Linked DNA regions of Rattus norvegicus: region 2 is linked to region 1. A link is a contact called in public Hi-C data. All regions are on one chromosome and are shown on one strand. The core of a region is the stretch at or near the end of the contact, and the rest is flanking DNA. Distances in the headings are between cores, read along the strand shown.

Region 1 (7,886 bases), core at 3,371-5,870:
CTGAGGTGAGCACCCAGAAGCTATAGCCCAAGAGAGACCATGGTTAGCCAGACTTGGTAATGTATAAGTATCTCCCAAATTGCATTTGTTTTGAAGACATGAGAAGTAATAGAGAGAAGCAAAGGCTTGATGCTGTGATATGTCATGAGAGGCCTCTGGTTCACTGAGAAACCTCAGAATTGAAGGGATAATGGAGAGAAATTGAAGCTTGATACCATGTGGGATGGTCAGAATCCCTGAAGAGACCTTGGAGAGGTTGCTGATGAATGTGCAGTCCAGTTGCTATGGAGATCCAGGATAGTAAAGGTTCTGGTACCATGGGATAACCGCCAATGGTAGCAACAGTCATAGAATGTAGATAGTATGAGCCTATGAGAATAGCTGTGTGTGCTACCATGCCAGATCAGAGAAGAAGAGCTACCCAACACCGTTGGGACCAGAATGTGGTCCGTGACTCCCAGATGTCTGAAGCTAAGCTTTTTACGCTGCTGAACTTTGGTTTTGCTTTGCATTGATTGTGATGGTGCCTTGCTTGATTCTTCCTTCTTGGAATAAAAAGCAGGTAGCTTTGTTTTATTTTACAGGAGCCCACAGTTAAGAGACAGGATATTTTTAGAGAGACTTTGGATAATTTAAAGAGATTGACTTTTGAAAGACCCACAGTCTTTCAAAAGTTGGAATTTTTTATATTGTGATATTGATATCAACAAAGGTCATGGTTCAACAGTGATGTGTGTGTGTGTGTGTGTGTGTGTGTGTGTGTGTGTGTGTGTGTGTGTGTGTTTTAGCAAGGGGTCAATTGTGCTGGTTATGTTTTTATCTCAATTGACAGAAGCTAGGATCATCTTGGCAAACAGCCTCAGTTGAGAAAACAATCTCTGTAAGATTTGGTTTTAGGTAAGTCTTCAGGGAATTTTCTTGGTTAATGGCTGATGTGACAGGGTTCAGCTTAATGTGGTAAGAACTACCCCTGGTATGTGGTACTGGGTTCTATGAAGAAGCAGGCTGTGAAAGCCATGGAGAACATGTTACTAAGAAATATTTTTTTCATGGTCTCTGTTTCAGTTTCTGCCTGTTACCTGAAAGTACAGTAGAAATAAATCCTTTCCTTCCCAAGTTGCTTTAGGTCATGGTCTTTATCCCATCAGTAGAATGCAAACTAGAATAGAGGCAAACAAAGATAAGAAAATATTTTACACCATGGTGCACTTATGTAATCTGTATGGGTATGAGAATATACCCTCAGTGGTGAGAACACACCCTCAGTGGTGAGAACACACCCTCAGTGGCAGATCTATTCTTTCTGGCATCTCCATCTGACAGGGCTTTAGAATCTAACATTATTTTTTCCTGAGATTAGAATTTTCAAAGATGCTTCTTGTGTTATCTTATTCAAGAGGATTTTGTGAATCATTTTTTATAAAGATGGGAAGTTTTCTATTTGATACAACAGCAGACATTATACAAAATCATTTAATTCATAATTTAGGGCATTTCATGCAGAAAATCTGAACAAAATTTATCTTCTAGAAATTTCTGAAAAGCTAATAAGCTTATCACTAATATAAATGAGCTCACAAGAGGGGCATTGCAAGTCCCTTAAAAGACCAAACTATTTTCAAGCAATTTAGAGAAACCCTGTCATTAGGTTGGTGTGCTAATTACAAATCATTCTAATTGATTCAATAGTCTCCCAGGACTTCCATAATGTACTAGACAAACACTTTATTAGCCAGACTGAGTTACTGTAGGTTCTTAAAAGAAAACAAAAACTTAAGCAGCCTTCCCAAAACAAAACCAAGTCTTAGACATCTCCCAAGTGCAGAGAGACCTTGTCTTCTCCCTCCTTGTTGGTGAGTGTCCATTTCAGTGTTTCAACTTTCTACCTTAATGAGTTAATATGAGGCAGAAAAGAGAAAATGATCTTGAATTCTTTCCTATATACATCTTGTCTCTACTTGTAGAAAACATCCATAGTCCATTCTTGACCAGAATCAGTGCCCCCTTTGTCTTTAACAGTCCTGCTCTCCCCTGCCATTAAGATCACCATGTCTTTACTGCCTGTCCACTTTGCTCAGTCATTATACTGTATAATAAGGGATGAGGTGAGAAGGTGCACATGTCTCAAGCCAATAAGAAAATGTGACAGGTCAACAGGAGTATTGTCCAGTTGGTTGGATGTAGGGAGTTATGATATGGGGGAGGAAACTTTCATCGGAAGTAAAATCAGCATAAAAGATGAAGCAAAGAAACAAAGATTTCCAGTGCTGTCATTTGAAGCTCTGGATTAGATCAGACTCAAAGTCATTTACATTCCTGGGATTTATACTCCTATTATTCAAGATATACCTCTTTTTCAATATTTTTCTTAGCCATCTTACATTGTATTTTTATTTCCTTAACTTTAGAATTGCATTCATATAGGAAATCCTTCAAATATGAAGAAACCATTTTCCATGTACAAATACTTGTGCACAAGTGTGTGTGTGTGTGGTGTGTGTGTGTGTGTGTGTGTGTGTGTGTGTGTGTGTGTGTTATGGTTGTTGCTGTTTTGAGATTCGAGCTTGTTATATTTACATATCTGCTCCTGAATTCGTGGACTCCAAAGATCACCTCCTAAGTGCTAAGATCACAAACAACAGCCCCCAAATCCAGCCTCACCACCTGTAAACTGCTAAGCCAGTATTCCATTTATGACAGAACTAAAGACTGGACTGACATAAAGAATCATTAGGAAAAACATTTCAAATTTCTGTATTGTCAATCCATTTAGTCTGTTCTGAGACTCCATCTACTTCTCCCTCAATTCTGGGCAACTGCTTTTCAATCTAGAATTAATCTTTGATCATTGTTACATAAGGTTCTCAGTGAATAGATAGTGTGACCTAAAGCCTCAAAGTCCTACCAAGAACCATCTCAAATACAAAAAAAAAAAAAAAAAACAGTGCAGAGCCTGATTCCAGCTTGATGAAGGGACGGGTGGCAGAGTAATTCAATAGTGCACATCAAATACTGGAAAAATATATAATTCTGTGCAAATAAATACTTCCTCTTCTTCTTCCCAAAATGAAGTTGAAATCATAATGAGCCATGAAGAGAGAGAGAGAGAACCTTCAGAGTCTGCAGCAGACACCTACAGCCACAGCCTCCTTGAAGAAACCCAATCTTGTCCTGATTCTAAAAATCATGGTCATGTTACATTTCCAGATGTCCATTCTACCGTCTGTAAGGTTTGGAGAAGACCTGCTTCTCCAGATCATAGTGACGAGACAAGGGCTTCTTTACTTCCGTGCCCACAATGGGCAGGTCAAAACTCACCCCCTTATATAAACAAAGTCTGTCTTCTAGAAGGTCCCTGAGGAGTCACAGTCTGGCAAGCAAACAAGTCTGGGAACTCTGGCTTTAATGAAATCAAAAATTAATGCTCCCATTAAATCAGCAAGTAGAAAATAGGCCAGACTCACTAGTGATGCAGTGGGCAGGGATAAATGTCCCTGGGTCATACCCAGCTGGGCCTGCCAGGAAAAGGTTCTGGAATGCCCCTATTCAGCAAGCATCACTGGTGGCTCTGAGCCTGTACCGAGAGCCAGCCAATAGTCATCCAGAGAAATCTGCCCCTGTTGGGCAGTTTAGCATCTTCTCTGGATCTCCTCTGAAGACCTAGCCTGGCCGTGTTGACCACTTACATGGTTGGATTTCTTCAAGAGCACAGATTAGACTCCTATAGATAGGAAGAAGCAGAGGGTCCATTTGGCGCTACTCATTGTGTTAGCTAAACTGTGGGGCCATGATTTCTTTGCCCTGAGCCTGAGGAGAGAGAACCTGCCGACACTCAGTCCCTGTCCAACTGCTATTGAGAAACACTGGCAATGAGATCAGAGTTCTCCGTGCAGAGGTGAACATCTCCAGAACAGTTTGCAGGACACCAATAGCAGAGATTCTCTGTCGTGGGGTGATTCTGTGTCATATGCAGTGGCATGCTGAGTGGATTCCATCATAAAGTTGGAAGGGAGAAGTGTAACGTGGGTGGATATGCCTGAGAGCTTGTGAGCAGGCATGGCTGTCTCTGCCCATTCTACCTCCAGGTTCTTACAGGATGTGAACAGCGAGTTTCGTGACAACCAGGAAAACGTTTGTCCTTGCTTTCACTAATCCAAAGGCTGCAATCTGTAAGCTGCAACAAACCCAGCTAGCATTCAACTAACCACACATGGAATTATACTAAAATGTTCTATGTCAACACAGAACATGTTAGAAATCTCACATTTCCATGTGGACTCTTGATATTTCACACTTGAATGCCTGTCATGAACAGACTTAACACCAGTGGGCTGTATTTTGAGGCAGCCTGATGACGAGGTTGAGTGGAGGTTGTCCTTTGACGTGAGCTCCGCCACCTCTGGCAAGCCCTTCAGTGCCTGGTCTGATCACGTAGACACTAGCATTTCTGAGCATCCTGCCTTAATTTCTTCAGAATTCCTTTGCTAGGCTTATCTCGTGGGTCCACATCAACAAGCCAGCCGGGTGGGCTGGACCAGCACGATGAAAAGCCACTGCACAGAGCAGAACACCAAAGTCTGCGGATGACAGAGGACATAGGTCATGCCCTGGATCAAACCTCTGCTGTCTCCTCCCCCAGTCACCTCAGTAATCAGATCCCTGGCCCCCGGTCTGTTCTGGGGGACTTACTCCCCAGCTTGGTTAGGATGTTTCTGGCTTTGTGCAGCCATAAAGGAATTGGATTTAGCAGTGTTTGGCTTCTCCGTTCTCTTACTGACAGCACTATTTAATGGACAAACAGTTTGTTTTATTTATCTGACAGGGTTTCTTCGCATTGTTTAAGGTTATCGGCCCTCTCCCCTGCAGATCATATTACAGCTTGTGCCGGCTCGACCCTCAGCAGGGTTCACTCTAAATCAGATCCTTATCATTGCCTCGGTGATAAATAGAGGCCTGGGAGCCCACAGCCAGGTTATTTATTTAGTGCCTCTGTGGGTCATGTTTTATACAGACCGGGCTTCTTGTCAGCCCTTCGAGGATCCAGCTTAGGTTGCACTCAGGAACTAAAACCCAAAGCCCCTTAAATAATGTTAACTTAACAGCTGACGTTTTTATGAAATAAGTCTGTGCAAATGTGCAGAGGAAAGGGGACAGCAGAGGCAGAGAGCTGGAGGTAGGTTTCAGTGTGGGAGCCTGGATGTGGTAGGAGGAGCAAGTTGAGAGCCGAGAGCAGGCAGGTGTGTGGGTGGGTGGGTGTTTGAGATGACGTCAGAGGAGAAAGGAGAAACAACGCTTTAGTTTTTTAGGTTTATTCCAAACCAGCAAAGAATATTCCAAGTGGAGTTTGCCTTGAAGAAGTTTAGAAAGAAAAAACACTATGGGTGGAGCACTATGCCCCTCAGGGAGCAGAGAGAGCAGGCTGAGGTCTTGCATGGCAGGGATTACACAGGGAGGGGGAAGGGGGTTATTGTTTCTGAAGAGTACACAGACAAGACCATCTGGCTGGGCTGGGGACATAGAAGCATTTGGCAGAGAGCCTCATCTGTATACTGTTATTCAGAGGCAAGGTGTTCGTGTCATTTATGAATGTCATCACACGCCATCATTTCAATGTCCGTTTTTGTGCACACGGCACTTGCGCTGCTTTGTCGAGCTGTGTTTGACATGTAACTTTGTACATTTGAAATTGTCTTACAGCATTTTGTCTTTTTGAATATGTGAAGAAGAAGAAGAAGAGGAGGAGGAGGAAGAGGAAGAGGAAGAGGAAGAAGAAGAAGAAGAAGAAGAAGAAGAAGAAGAAGAAGAAGAAGAAGAAGAGGAGGAGGAGGAGGAGGAGGAGGAGGAGGAGGAGGAGGAGGAGGCAGGAAGAGGAGGAGGAAGAGGAAGAGGAAGAAGAGGAAGAATAAGAAGAAGAGGCAGGAAGGAAGAGGAGGAGGAGGAGGAGGAAGAAAAAGAAGAAGAAGAAGAAGAAGAAGAAGAAGAAGAAGAAGAAGAAGAAGAAGAAGAAGAAGAAGAAGAAGAAGAAGAAGAAGAAGAAGAAGAAGAAGAAGAAGAAGAAGGGGCAGGAAGGAAGAGGAGGAGGAGGAGGAGGAGGAGGAGGAGGAGGAGGAGGACGACGACGACAACGACGACGACAAGAAGGCAGTAGTAGTACCAGTTGATTTCAACCTTCGAAGTTCTAAAAGGAATGAAGATCCCCCCCTTCAAAGGAATGTGCTTGGCACCTCTTCAGCTGGAATTAGAGAAGCAAGGTGAGAACCTGTTTGAAAGATATTCCCCCACCCCACCAAGTGCTTGCTATCTGAGAAAAAGCTCAGGAGACAGTTTAACCTGATTACCCTTGCAAAGCTATTTCCCCAGTTGCTGCTCAACACACCACCTTGTGCAAAGTGGTACGAGCCCACTTATGGAGAGGCAAATCCTGGCTGGTGAAAGGCCACATGCACACACCACTGCATCACAGACAGGCTTGGAGCATGGCTTTGTGATTGGACAGGGCTCTCTGTGCTACTGTGCTGGCATGGAACCTCTTTAGATGCTGGGTATTTTGGGGGAACTGGGAAGAGTCATTCAACTCATTGCATAAAAACACAGGGCAGGGAAAGATATGTATGAGGGTGGAGGTCCTGACCCGCACCCAGAAGATGCTATAGCTTGGCTTGTCCAACAGCAAGCATGAATGGAAGTCACCTGCTTTTGGAGGAAGATGGGTGGAAAACTGTGGCCACCAAGATAGGGGAAAGAAGTTATCACTGAAGTCCTATGAAGTCAACTAGAAAGCAAGGACACCCTTCATCCTTGTAAACCTCTAAAAGTGATGGTGCTTATGGTTTCCAAAATTATTAAGTCTTGTTAAGAAATGTTTCTACCATCTTTATTAACTTTGTCTAGTAACCCTTACATAGCAGGGATCTAGGGCCAGCCACTATTCTAAGCATTCTACAAGAACAGACCCCTAGGCATCACGCTTTGTTTCCAGGAGCTAAGCTTTCATGCTCCATCCCTGTCTTATGAATCAAGAAATTGTGCAGGTTAGGTAACTTACCTGAAGTCACATAGTGCCTGCATGAGAGTCAAATCCAGGCAGCCTGGCTCAAGTCCATGGTCCTTCTCAAAAGCTCTGGCAGCAGACAGATGCAATGTGTTTGGGATACATGGCTACCTTTTCAGGAGCCATGCTCAAAAGGGACCTGGGCTGTTCTTTGTTGAGTTTCTCAGGGTCTGTCTTTGCCACCAACACCTGTATGCTTACCTCATTGTGTCTGACGATCACTTTTCTATGATCTACTATGGACTTCCATCCATCCTTCTGGTTCTTGCCTTTGCTTAGACAGCATCCTTTCTCTGCACCTTAAATTCCTGACTGCTCATCTGGGCAGGTGAGATTCCTTGCATGCTTTTCTGGGGGTCCCTCGTCTCTTTCGTTTTCTGGTTCCTGATCCCTGGATATCTTGATCCTCCACTGTCTCTGCGCAAATCAGCATAGACACTGACTAATGAGACAGGTAGATACCCAGTGGATGTGTGTTGAAAGAATGCATAGAAGAATAAAGGACAACATGCCAAGACTATGTGCCTGTTCCACTGGGGCCTGCTCCTGCTTGAGACAATATTCAGGCAAAGTCTCTTGAAAGGAACGGCAGCCAGGAAAACACAAGAGGCTAAAAGAGTTTTCTCTGAAGCCCCAATGGAGTTATGGCACAGTATACGTCTCTTCCAACTATATGGTTCAACCCCTTACATTAGAAACGCATTGAGTATACACATATGGGGGAAAGACAGTAAAATTAGGAAGATAGAACTGAGCGAAATACTGATGTCTATATATAGTTCAAGATGGGGAAAAGACGGGGAACAGGTGTGAAACCCAGCAGCATGGAATTATT
Region 2 (7,886 bases), core at 3,662-6,161, 340 kb after region 1:
TTATAAATTCGATTAGTCTTTTCCACTTTCTCTACCTCGGGACATTTCCTCTGGGAGAAATTTTATACCCAGACACCCCTTAGCGAGGCACTGTTGCTTGCGGAGTGCAGAGAACTTTAAGCGCAACCTAGAGGAGCATTTGCGGTCCTCGGTCCATTCCGTTCTTTGGTGTGGGAATAGCTCTGCCAGAAGAGGAAGATGAAGTTTGCCGCGCACAGGGAGTAAGGAATCCACTGCTCTGGTGGAACGCTGCCTCCGCTGCGCGCGACTGAATTTCCTTCTCGAACCTGGACACCCTGTCTTCCCGCTGCAGGGGCACAGGTCTAGAGCACGTCGTTGCGGCTGGGCGACAGTACCTCTCCCCTCGCCATCTGTGCCCTTCACCACTTCGCCAGCAGTCAGCTGCTGGGCAGAGCTCACACTTCACTCTCCAAGGCCTTGGGTTCGAAGCTGCTGCACCAAGATCTGAGGAGAGGTTAGGATTTGAACTGCAATTCGCTTAAGAAGAGTCTGAAATTCTCAGGAAAGCAGAGTCCCAAGCTTGGGAAAAGGCGAAGCTACCGAACGCTTTCCAAAATGGACTTTTGTTTTATGTCATCGCCGCCACCCCAAGCCCTAGGTCCAGAAAAGAACGCTAAGAAGCCACTTCAATCTTTCTTTACTGTTCCTCCCACCCCCCACCCGGCAGGCATCCAGACAAGAAAACACAAATAAACCCCAGGTGGTTAATGGTGGTGCATCCAGGCGCCCCATCCCCAAGAGCAGAGCGCGCGCGCGCGCGCGCACACACACACACACACACACACACACACACACACACACCCCAAGCACACCATCCACTTGATCCCACCCACCTCCGGGGAGGGGAGGGACTGGGAACCTGATCTCCCGGCTCCAGCCCAGAACGTTTTCCCATCAATAATGTTGATACCATCGATGTGCCTGCTCCCCGCCCCCGGGGCGCCGCTGCCGCCTTTTTGCCGCTTTTTGCCCGGCACAGGAAAACGAAACCTCCTCTACTGCCCTTGTAGCCCCGGCCTGGGGCCTGGGTTGGAAATTTCGGAAGTTGGGGCACAGCCAGAGCGTTTAGGGACCACCCCCACTTGTGGAGTAGGTGCTCCAACTGCACAGATGGAACCTGAAAGAGAATCAGGGACCCACACAAGGCCTCAATTGCATCCCACACCGGGGTCAGACTGGGCCATAATTAGAAAACTTTACGGGTAGAAGAACCAGGCCTAAGAATGGAAGGCCTTCGTGCCACCACCCCTTCCTAAAATTGGAGCTCAAACAAAGAAGCCCCGAAACACCTTCCTTGAAATTTTTGCTATGGCCGCGGCCCTAGGCCACCGCCCTCCGGTCAGCCAACTAGACCTCGGGAAACTGAGGCTATACAGTGAAGGGAACGTAAACACCCCCGTCCCCCAAAGGCAGTGTGTACAATTGCTAAGTACCTCCACAGGGTCCGTTTCGTCTTGGTCTGAGAGGTCACGACCTCTGCGCAGCTGTTGCCTCATTTTGGGCTACCCCATTCCTGGGAGTCTGTCCCTAAATATCAGGCCCGCCTGAGGAACCTGCAAGGCGCAGCCTCTTCGCCGTATTTCCCAGCAGCAGTCCCCATCCATGGTTTGAAGGGCTCGACCCCATGGAGCGCTCTGGCCTGGAGGTGTGCAGGGAGTTCGAAGGGACCCCAGCTGTGGCACCTCACTGTCCTTCGCTTTCCCAACCCGTTCAAATATAAAAAAATAACCCCCCCAAACTGTGTCCATTTTTTATTGATTTAATTATGACTTTGCTCTGCCGCACGCAGTGCTTCGCCAGCTTGCTGACACTTCGGCGACCGCACCAGCGAACCGCGGAACTTGGGCGCGAGACAATGGCCTATAATTGATGTATCGCCACCAACAATAAAGACCAATTCTCTCCCGGCCATTCCAACCGTCCCCTTCCTCCCATCCCCCTCCTCCACCTCCCCTCATTTCTCTCCGGGCCAAAGGGAAAGAAAACAAACAAGAAATTAGCGGGGGATGCCGCTCGCAGAGCCAGGCGCCCGCCTCTCCGTCGTCGAGGACTCAAAAGAACGAAAAAAGTTATCAAAGTTTAGATACCCGCAATTAATTCGTCTCTGCTCGCCCATTTTTAATTAAACAGCGCGAAGCAGCAGATTTTGCGTTTTCGTTCGTGGTGTTTTGGGGGGGATCCCCCCACCCTTAATCACACATAGAGCCAACAGAGAGCACGTGTGAAGCATCTCCCTGGAGCTTCCCGTGGAGCACACCCCGAGAAAGGCTTGAGGGACCGCCAGCTCCATTGGGTTTCTGGCCACCGATTGCCCGGAGGCCAGGACTTTCAAGAAGCCAAGAATGTTAGACTGTTGAGGGCGGCTCTAAATACCGGCAGATTCAAGGAAGAAAGGTGCGCCTGGAAGCTTCGGTGCACCCTGAGGGCGCACGTTGGTGTGTTTTCAAGCGCGCCGATTTGCGGGATAGGGACGAGTGCTAGCTTTAAACGTGCTCAGGTCTGCTCACGTTCCCGGGGGTTTGGGGAAAGCAAGCGGCTCGCACCCCAGGAGCGCGCAAATCCATCTTTGCCGAGAGATCTCTTTAAATATTCAGTGAGAAATAATGGCATTTGAAACACCACCTATGGAAACATTATTATCTTCATTCTTCAACATCAGAGCCTCTGATAGCTTCGTTTGTCTTTTTATCAAAATCTACTGTACCCAACAGAACCTGGGGAGAAGGAAAGAGCGAGGTGAGGGAGAAAGCGGGAGACTAGGGACCCGTGAGGGGTGGGAGAGCAAGAACAAAACTAAGAAAAGGGAGGAAGGGTGGACGGGAAGAATGAAAGAAGGGAGAAGTTAAACCAAGAAAGAATAAAGTCAGCAGACCGAAAAAAAGATATTTTCAACCAGCACACAAAAGATTAGGGGGGAAAGAACTGGGGAAAGGGGGCAAAAAGCCATTTAGGAGAGTGCGACATGGGTCCTGAGTTCCAAGGCTCTGGTGCGAAGGCTAGTGCCCACTTCGCGCGAGCCGACTGTGTCACGATCCAGACTCAAAGGCGCTCCAGAATTGGGGCGTCCTTATGAGCCCTCTCCTCTCCCGATCGCGAGATAGGGCAAGGATTGTGTATCTGCACCCCTCCCCCGCCTCCACCCCCATTACTCAGCCGAAGTTTAAGTTAGTTTAGTCCTTCGGGTGCAGGACTTCGGGAACCTCGGCGAGCGGAAACCCCGAGGCAGGAGGAGATCTAAGCTAAGCCAAGGACCGAGCCTCAGGTTCTCAGGCGCCTAAACCCGGAAGAGGGAGTGCAGGGCCCGGATCCCTGGGTCCCATGAGCGGGTAAGAGAGGCTGGCTCCCAGCTCTGGGAGACAGAGATGGAGAGAAAAGTTTGGGCGCCGCGCGTGGCAAGTGTCGGAAAAGTGAAGGCGAGTCGCGGCGTAGCTAGCGGGGCAGCGGACGGGACCCCCCCTCCACGCTCACACACTCCCGGCTCTAGGCAGCCACCTCGTTGCAGAGGAGGCGGCGGCCTCCAGCCCTAGGGCAGGGAGCACTAGGGTCCGGGGTAGAGGCGGTGCCTAGGTTCTGGCTCCAGCAGCACCACCCAGGCCGGGGGAGCTCTGCTTAGCACTGGATTAGCGGCGCCCCTCCCCTCCCTCCCGCCGAAACTGAACTCGGAGCTCAGTCAGGTCCCTGCTCTCCACCCTCCCCGGGCTTGGCGGCGCCACGGTGGCCGCCGCCTCCCCGCGGAGTGACGCGCCCTGCAGCCAACCGGGGCAGTCGGGGGGAGGTTCTGGAGGGGGTCCTGGGCGGAGCCGAGCCGCCCCCTTATCCCACGGGCTCGGGGCGCTTCTCCCGAAAACTTCAGCCCTAATTGTCCCGGGAATGTCCGAGGTAGAGAAAGGGAGCTAAGGAGGCTGGAGGGTCGCTGCTCCCTGGCAGGGAGAGGATGGGGTGGCGAGAAAACTGCCCCTCCCCCCAGGCCCCAAACCCATCACGTCCCCAAACCTTTCCTGGGTCCTCTTCTCCGCACCCCCGCGAGCCCGGGATCCTGAGAATGGAGAACTCTGGGCGAAGGATCTCCGAGCCAGGCGGCGGGCAGGCGGGAGGGAGGCCCGGCAGCGGGCGGGAGGCGGACCGGCGTGGGGCTGGCTCTTCCCCACTCGCTTTTTTTTTTTTATGAGAGTGGGGGTGGGCTGCTTTCTGGTAGCTCTTAAAGAAATGAAGGAACACTCACGAAACGGGGAGCCCTCCCCCACCCCGTCCCGCCACGGGACTCCCTCCCCCTCGCGGGCCAGAACGCAGCGCGGGAGTTGGGAAGTTCGCCGCTCGCCCGCAGCCTGGGTCCCCAGCCCCCGCCGCCAGCCCCACCCCCACGCGGCCCTGCTCCGCTAGGCTCCTGGGCGAGCATGCTAATTCGGGTCGGCCCAGCCCGGGATGGAGGGCGGGGGAGGGGGGAGGGGAACGAGCGGGGGGCGCCGGCCGGGGCGTTAGGCGCGCAGTGGCGAGGAGGCAGGCCCCCGGCGGCCGGGCCGCGGAGTCCCGGGCGGTCGCCAAGAGGGTTAACCAAGAGTCGGGCGGCGCGGCACGCAGAGCCAGCCCCGCGGCCGGCTTATTGGGCCAGCGCGCGGAGAGACAGGGGTCTGCAGCAAATCACGAACTAATTGATTAAGGCGAGCGGGTTTGAATAGCGCTGGCCCGATGCCAATCGCCTTTCAAAGAGCCCCTCTATGATTAATCGCAATGCATTATTGATAATCATAATTATAGCAGGACACATGCGCGCTGTGCCCGGGGCCGGGGAGCCGGGGAGGGGGCGGGCGGGCCGGCGGGCGGGGGGAGCCGCCGCCGCCGCCGCTCGATTTCCGTAATTTTGAGAAGATTTTTTTTAGTAATTTTTTATTCTGCCCCAGCTGATGTTTGAGCCAGCATGTCGCGGAGGAAGCAAGCGAAGCCTCAACATTTCCAATCCGACCCCGAAGTGGCCTCGCTCCCCCGGCGAGATGGTGAGTGCTCCGGCCCGCGCCGCGGACACCCAGACACGCACTCACACGCACACTCGGACCCACGCACACGCGGCGGGCTCCGCGCCCACCGGCGCTCTCGCCTTCTGCACTCGGCGCGTCTGATTTTATTTCATGCTTCCTCGATTTCAATTTGCCGGGCCAGGCTTCCCCCTGTCCCGGGAGAGCCAGCCTATCCCGGCTGGAGCTTTCCCGAGTTCCGTGTCTTCGACTGGGCGGAGTAGGGTCGACCGGCCAGCTCTCTCCTCCACCCAGCGGGTCGGAGAAGCCGCGGCCAGAACCCGGCCGCCCCGAGGGGCGATCTTGCGGGCAGGGGCCATCCGTGGATGCCCACGCGAGGTCTCTCCCGCTCCCCGCGCGCCACCCGGGTCCCCGGGCTGGGCCTCTGTCGCCTGGGCCTCGCCGCCCAGCCCTGCGGCCAATGTTAAAGAAGTTTACTTCGTGCGGGTGGCTGAACGCCGAGCGCGTGGGGAGCTCGCCGTAACCCCCCTCCCACCCCCGACTCTCTCGTTCCCACTTGACTAGCGGGCAAAATGTGGTACCTTTGGGGGTTCCGAGCCGTGAGAACAGGGAATTGGGGTGGAGGAGCGACGTCCCGGGGTCGCGGCCGAGTGCTGCCGGTCTCTCTGGAGACTGACTTAGGGACAGGGAAGTGTCGCTTGGTCCGGCTTCCCAAGTTTGTCCTCCTGTCGTTTCTCTCCACACTTGCAACCATAACCCGTCAAAGTCGGACTTGGATGTGTGCTCCCCACGTATTATGGAGTCTCATCCTTCCGGACCCGTCCTGGAAAGGGTCATTGGACACTTTCTCGGGTCCCCGGTGTTAGTCCGCCAGACCCCTGGAGCGAGCCGGCGACGAAGGCAGGGTTCGGAAAGGACTGGATGAGTCGGGAAAAGTTTGTGTGCGGGAACTGTGGCCTAGAATAGAAGAGACCCGAGCATGGAACTGGGGCTACTGAGGGAAGACCCCCTCCGACCCCAGCTTGACCTGAGCTGTTTTAGGCAGTTTCCGAGCTCCCAAGGCCAGAGGCTCCACTCTGTTTCGGGGGTCACCGGACTCTGCGCCTGACTTTCCGCTGCGTCGATCAGAGAGCGACCCGACCGAGGCTCGGCGGCTCCGCTGCCCCTCGGGATCCTCGATCCCGGGTGTGGAGGAGGGAGCTGCACCCCAGCAGAGCTCGGAAGCGTGACCTGAGATCCTCACCTCTGGCCACTCTGCTCTGTGAACGCGGTAGCCCTAAATCGTAGGCTCCGTCCCCAGAGGCCTGGCTTTGGGTGCGGGGACGCGCAGGCAGAGCCCGAGCGACAAGGGACCGCCAGCTTACTTCCTCCTCGCCGTTGGGAGAGGGCAGTCCTGGCTTGAGACACCTGGACATTTTTTCAGGCGATCTGAAAGCCATTAGGACAACTGTTTTGCCCAGCACCTTTTGAAGCTCGAAGCCTCACCAGTGTGATTCTGAGTCCTCCGGAAAGATCCCTTAAAACACACCCGGCTTCCCACCCCAAAAGAACCGGTTTGAGGGTAAAACCAGATGAAATTAACCAAGGCCGCAGCGACCACTCGGACTATTTTTGTGGGGTTTCTCGGCTAGTTTCGTAGGCTTCCTGCCGCCCCCACAACAATCTTTTTCTAAAGTCAGGCCTTAGCACTGGGATGCTGTTAAAACTTAACAATTTGCATACGGGGTGGGGGGAAATAACCTGGGGGAAGAAAGGTGGAGGGTTTTTTTTTTTTTGTTTGTTTTGGGGGTTTTGTTTTTTTAATTTGTATTGGTTGTTTGTATTCTCCACGCAAAAATTTTCAAAACTAACAACCACCACCTCGGGTTTCGGAAGGCAAGATGCTTGCTAGTGCTTTGCTTTGAGTCTGGATCTGGAATTTTTAATAGTTAAGGCTTCTCATAAAGCGATAGCATTAAAGGAGTTCACTGCCTCTCACTATTATTAGTTATTAGAACAATTTTTTTTTAGTTTATTTGAGCTTTGAGGTAAGTTAATTAAGGAACTGAATCAAGTTTCCCTTCTTTCTTTCTTTCTTCTTTTTCACTTAATTTCTCCTTTTTTTCTTCCTAAAAGCTGGTTCATTGTCCACAAAGCAGTGATTATCCTGAACGCCCTAGGAAGCACCCCCCCCTCCCAGGCCATTTCCCCCGCTCCCTCCTTTTCTTCAGTAGTAATAGTTTTAGATTATGACTGTTTTTACATGGCTGAACAATAAGTTTGGGAAAAGTTGCCTAGAGGGCAGGTTTTGTAATAGGGTTACAGGATTTAGTGTGCTGTAACAGTACTCCTACACCAGCAGCCCTCCCCACCAGCTGACAGTCAGGAGGGCCCCACCATACCCCAGCTCTTTTCATTTGGGGATAGTTGTTAGATACATAGAAATAAATGCTCGCGACACAGCTCTAGTTTGCTCTTAAAACTCGACTTTTCCTCAATGAGTCCAGCAATCTCCATCCGTTTCCCTACCTAGAACATGTGCCTGAGAAGCCACTGCTGGACCTTTGGTAGTTTTCCTTTGGAAGGCAATGCCTTAGCTCAGATGCCAGCCATACCCTTCCTCCTGTCTCAAGATGGTCTGATTACACAGCAAATGAAGTATCAGACATTACCAAAGTGGATCTTGCTCATGCCCCGCTCCCGTGCTGTCCCCCAAACTGTCTAACTTCTACACAGAGTCAAACCTAGAAAAGTTTTCAGAGCCAGCCACCGTGGCCATGAAGCAGGCACATTCCTGCTGTGTTCCGTGGCCTCATCTGTGTATTATGTACGTGTTGTGTCGAGTTTTACAAAGAAAGCTATGCCTTGCTAAGTGGCCATCCCAACACCTCCATTCCATTTTAAAAAAAAAAAAAA

The links. A called contact is a pair of places that touch in the nucleus more often than the background predicts.
Region 2: a Hi-C map of liver shows a contact between it and region 1, with 2.8 times the contacts expected there. The contact joins the promoter of Sall1 here to the enhancer-like site in region 1. A contact is called at or near these places in 3 of 12 Hi-C or Micro-C datasets (hepatocytes and liver).

The regions. Positions count from the first base shown.
Region 1 is chr19:33,837,266-33,845,151 of GRCr8, forward strand. No RefSeq gene overlaps it. Among named protein-coding and RNA genes, the nearest start is that of Trnap-agg28, 260 kb to the right of the region's middle. Within about 2 kb of position 4,621, at least 2 of the 93 cell types and tissues checked have an H3K27ac peak or open chromatin away from gene starts, as enhancers often do. A contact at or near this core is called in liver, where this site is marked.
Region 2 is chr19:34,176,167-34,184,052 of GRCr8, forward strand. Sall1 (spalt-like transcription factor 1) reads left to right here and starts at 4,912. Exons shown (of 3, transcript NM_001107415.2): 1 at 4,912-5,012. The coding sequence starts at 4,937. It overlaps LOC102553576 (a long non-coding RNA gene), which reads right to left and starts at 6,664. Exons shown (of 2, transcript XR_005496994.2): 1 at 5,573-6,664.